Linked DNA regions of Mus musculus: region 2 is linked to region 1. The links are chromatin contacts, called in public promoter capture Hi-C maps. All regions are on one chromosome and are shown on one strand. Each heading gives the region's core, a stretch centred on a gene start, on an enhancer-like site or on the middle of the called end of the contact. The rest is flanking DNA. Distances are from core to core; before and after follow the strand shown.

Region 1 (2,631 bases), core at 72-2,571:
GTCTTGACCTTGTTCAATTCCAGGGCCTCAGAGGTGTCCTAGAGATGTTGGGGAATGAGGGCTAAAGTGAGGGAGAGGTCTAAGCTGGAACATAAACGGTCCCTGCAGTGTATCCACAGAAGCGTGTGTGTGTGTGTGTGTGTGTGTGTGTGTGTGTGTGTGTGTAGATAATCAATGTCAAATGAGTCATGGAGTTATTTGAGGGGAACAAGGGAAACCTAGACAAGTTCTCAAACTTGAATCTATTTCAAAATTATGTCAAGAATTTATATGTAAAAGTACAAATTTCTGGATCCCACCTTTACAGAGGGTGTTTTTCTCTTTTGAATCTAGTAAAACTAAATAGTGCATGAGTGTAGCTCCCTGGTGGACCCTTATTTAGCACATATGGGGCTCTGGTTTTCATCCCCAGCACCACAAAAGATGACCCAAACCAAAACCTAATATTCTCTGTAGGGTGTAGATTCTTGTACTTTAAGCAAGCTCCCGTACAATGTTGAGGGCATTGGTCTGAAATCCTCACTTTAAGAACAATGGACTGAGAGCTTGTTTGGAGACTCTACCTCAGCTACTTGAATACCCTTGATCTAAGACGGGTCTTCCGATCCTCGTGGAAGGTCATCAAGTACATAGTTTGTACACCTGGACACACATGGAACAGTGAGGGAGGAAGGCCAGGCAATGGTGACACTTGCTTTTAATCCCAGCACTTGGGAGGCAGAGGCAGGAGGATCCCTGTGAGTTCGAGGCCAGCTTGGTCTGCAGAGAGAGTTCCAGGACAGCCAGGGCTACACTGAGAAACCCTGTATCGGTGGGTAGGGGGAAGAGGGAGGAGGAAGAGAGGAAAGGAGAGAAGGAGAGAGGAGAGTGGACAAGGAGAGAGAGAGGGAGGAATGGAGGGAGGGACGGAGGGAGGGAGGGAGAGAGAGAGAGAGAGAGAGAGAGAGAGAGAGAGAGAGAGAGAGAGACCGGGTGGTGGTGGGCCTTTAATCCCAGAACTCAGAAGGCAGAAGCAGGTGTATCTCTCTGAATTCCAGGCTAACCTGGTCTATAAAGTGAGTTCCAGGACAGGACAGACAGAACTACATGGAGAAACCCTATCTTGACCCCCCCCCCCCCCCCATAAAAAAACAATAGTCTAAAGTGCCGAGGGGGACCCTCTTTCTTCCCCAGTGAGATGCTCCATCAACGACTACCCATCAATGGAGGTTGAGTCGATGAGAACACAAGGAAAACTTCCGGAAAGAAACCGCTAGATGAGAACGGAGGGTCTGGACTACATCTCCCAGAAAGCCCCGCACTGGCGCGCGGGCGCCCCCTGGACGTGGCCATCGGGAAGGCGCCAGCGGGATCGCCAGGACCTTCCCCAGAGCATCCGTGAGCTAGGAAAGCCGCGGTAGCTGCGGGCTGCAGCGGCGCGGGAGTCCGGTGCGAGAGAACCACGGCAGGTGAGTTGGGGTACGGGATGCTCGGTCCTCTGTTTCTCAGCTGCCTTTTCTCAAGTCTGGCGAACAAGACGGGGTGCAGGAGTCCTGGCTCGGGGACGTGGGGTGCCCTTCTGGAAAGACGCGCTGCGGTCCTGGATACCCAGGCGGCGGGCAGCGCAGGGACCGCGCTGCAGGTGGGGACCGCAGGTGGCCGGCCCTCCCCTCCGGCCGCGGGTTTGGCGCAGCAGCCTGGCACGGGGACCAGGTGGCTCGGCCGGCTGTGGCCCTGGGGAGCCCCAGCCCCCGGGACAGGTGCGTGCGCTTCGGCGGGACTGGAGTGCCGCTGAGTGTTTGTCCACAAAGCCGCTGCATCCCTGTCCTGCCCAGGTGGTCGCCTAGAGCTTGGGCTGAGGGTTTCCAGGACGCCTAGGAGCGCGGGGAACTGTGCGGATGCTGGTGCGTGTCCCCGCGGTGCGCAGGCTAGCGTGAGCGCAACAGTGCCGATCTCTTTTCCTTAATGCCCTTGGAACAAAATTAGTTTTATGTGCTTAAAAAAAACAACAACAACCAAAAAACAAAAAAACAAGTTTGACTCTGAATATCTTAGTTTGATTTTGTGGGAGCTCCAATACGCCAGCGCGCAAGTTTATATAATAAGCAGTATACGCTTTGGGGGAAAAAAAAATCCCATTGAAGGTGCTCTTCCTTGCCCTCTATCGGATGAATTATGTCGAACTGGTTGACATGGGTATCCATTAGTAACTGCGGTGGCTGGAGGCGAGAGATAAAGTGTTTTTGAGTGAAGTCACGACCGAACCCTTTTGATCAGTTTTTGGTTTCATACGATTTGGTTATCCAGTTTCAAACACGATGTTATTTCAACGTTTAAGACGGAGTTGGAGGGTGGAGACCGAGGGTTGTCAATCCTAATACCTTAGTCTAAGGAAAATAGCTTTGCATGATTAACTCAAAGCCATCAAGTTTGCTTATTGATTATTTTGAGACAGGGTCTTGCTAACTATCTCTGACGAGCCACCACATTCGCAGTCCTTTAGTTTGTGTTCCAGATAGTGTCTCCCTAGGTAGTTCTGGCTGGCCTGGAAGTGCTATGTGGCCCAGGCTGGACCCTCCTCCTTCCATTGGGAATTTCAGGAGTGAGCCACCACACTTGGCCAAAGAAAGCAGTTTTAGAGCTAACTCCGCG
Region 2 (2,631 bases), core at 85-2,584, 3.0 Mb after region 1:
ATCCACCCAAGTTGGGAAAGGGTCTCATGTAGCCCCAGGTTCACCTCCAACTCACTATCTTGATTGTCCAGCTCCAGCCTCAGAGCCACCTGACAGTCCAGCCTCAGACATCTGACAGTCTCCCTGAATACTTGTTTAAATACATTTCCTGCAGGTGGCAACATTTTCTTCTCCATAAATTTCTATTATTTATTCTGCGTATCTCTTTAGTGCCACTCAAAGCACCGACCATCAAAGGGCCTTTAGCCAACCAAGCATGCCAAATACGACTCTGGCAGGCCTTGGCTTCACCGCCATACCCTCCATCTTGCTAAAAATCATTAGATTACATCCATAAAGCTAGACACCAAGGTCTATTCCCTTATTTGACCATTTTCTCCTCTTGAGGCTGACCACTAAGGTCCAGCTAACAAAGCACTGAAGTCCAGCCCCTTGAAAAGCCCCCTTTGGCTTATGTAATTAATATACACAATCAAAACAAACCAACTTATCCTAACATCGGATTTTTTTTTTAACCTTTATGAACTGTTATTTGCCTATGGGTCGGTCTCCTCCCTATCCAGAGGCAGCCCTTCGTGTTTCGGGTGCAAATACTCCTCTCTCCTCTCTCTTGACCCTTTTCTCTTCGTCCTAGTCTCTATCTTCTTTCTTTGTCTCTTATTCACTGCCTTTTGTCTCTCTGGGGAAAATAAATCTCCTTTGTTCTGAGAACTTGGTCTTGGGGTGTCCTAAGTCGACTTTCGAGGTCCCCACAGCCATGTTAATTCTAAATATCTCCCAAAGATAAGCACTGTTAAACTATTTCCGTCTTGAAGTAAGGAATGCAAGGCAGAGAGGACCGGCTCATAACAGCAATAAGACGCAACACTACGAAGTTTACTTAGTCTTTTCATCTCTATTCTCACGCCAAAACAAAGAATATCATCTGAAATGTGTTCTTATGGTGGAAATCAAATTAGCCAGATCTATCTCCCATGAGATCGTCACCATCATCATAAGCAAGAACAATGCAAACTTGGAATACTTTTGTCGAAGGGCAGAGCTCCTGACAGAAGACGATGAACCTGAAAAAGACTCAGTCCTTTCCCAGTAATGCCTTTCGAGTACTTGCACTCTCAGAAGTCCCGCTTCCGCCAAGTGACAGTAACCGGAAAACGTCAACAGGGAAAGCCGGAACCGGTGAGGGGGGCGGGGCCTCCGGCGACGCTCTAGCTTTCGCTTACTCTACGTCCACCTTGATTGACAGACTCCGAGCTCCAAGGCTCGTTACGATTGGATGCGGAGCTTTGGATGGGCGGGCAGCTAGCGCGGCGGCGCGCTGATTGGTCAGTTCCGCCATGCGGTGGAGGGGCGGTGCTTGTGGCGGCGTGAGGGGTCTGGCTGCCTTGTCAGCCTGGTGTGGTCGGGTGCATGTGGGCGCTCCGCTCACTGTTGCGTCCCCTTGGCCTGCGCACCATGTCGCAGGGTTCGGCTCGTCGGCCGCGGCCATCCAAAGACCCACTGCGACACCTGCGTACGCGGGAGAAGCGCGGCCCGGGTCCCGGGGGCCCGAACACCGTGTACCTGCAGGTGGTGGCGGCGGGCGGCCGGGACGCGGGGGCTGCTCTCTATGTCTTCTCGGAATACAACAGGTCAGAGTGGGCCGACAGCCCTGGGGGATTGGCCCCAGCGCCACGTGCTCGGGAGGCCTCCTGTCCAATCCTGTATATATCCCTTACCTCCCTTAGTCAGCATGGCTTTCAGGTATCCGGGCAAAACTTCCCGTGCCCCGACTCTCACCATCACCATCCCAAAGCGGGGGCCTCACCGTGAGTGTGTGGGCTAGACCGGTTTCATAAGTCGATGGGGAAAGACATCACTCCCCATTGATCTATACCAAACTACACTCTTCCGTCACTAACCAAAGAGGGCTCAAAACCTACTAGGCAGTATGAGAACCCTGTCATTTATGTCGCTGTATCTACAGTAAAGCATTTTACAGAGTATACTTGTAAGTACAGTAATGTTCCTCCTGTAGGTACCTTTTTAACTGCGGAGAAGGCGTCCAACGACTTATGCAGGAACACAAGTGAGTCAACTCCTGGCTTCTGGGGTGGAGATGATTATGGGCTTGAAAGCTGAGGTGAGAGGCAGATGAGACTTCTCAGCAGACACGGTCTCTGGTCGTCTTTGTTTCATCTGGCTGAAATGTATGTTTTTTTCTTAGACTGAAAGTCGCTCGCTTGGACAACATCTTTCTGACTCGGATGCATTGGTCAAATGTTGGGGGGTTGTGTGGTGAGTATGTGTTTGGAGGTCAGGGGCCGGTGGGAAGTTTCTGGGGGCTTAACATGGCTTGCAGCTCATTTGTTCATCTTCCTAGCCCAGGGGAGATAGAATTCCTGGTACACTAGCTTAGTCAGCTTGAGTAGGGGGTGTGAAAACCTAGACTCGGAAAAGTAGGCCTTGATATGGTTACAACCTCCACCTGGACCACAGATTTAACAACAGAGTGCTGTGGTGGGTGCTGATCAGACTCTGCAGCTGGATTCAGACACATACTGTCATCCAGACTGTGTGGCTGCCAGATTTTGAAAGCATAGTAGTATGGGCAGAGGAGAGAATGAGGTAGTGGACTGTGCCCTCCTCCCC

The links. Promoter capture Hi-C pulls out the DNA fragments that hold promoters and counts their contacts.
Region 2: a contact with region 1 is called in a promoter capture Hi-C map of pre-B cells. The contact joins the promoter of Elac2 here to the promoter of Specc1 in region 1.

The regions. Positions count from the first base shown.
Region 1 is chr11:61,955,442-61,958,072 of GRCm38.p6, forward strand. Specc1 (sperm antigen with calponin homology and coiled-coil domains 1) reads left to right here and starts at 1,322. Exons shown (of 15, transcript NM_001281818.1): 1 at 1,322-1,448.
Region 2 is chr11:64,977,701-64,980,331 of GRCm38.p6, forward strand. Elac2 (elaC ribonuclease Z 2) reads left to right here and starts at 1,335. Exons shown (of 24, transcript NM_001362983.1): 1 at 1,335-1,631; 2 at 2,018-2,068; 3 at 2,207-2,277. The coding sequence starts at 1,411.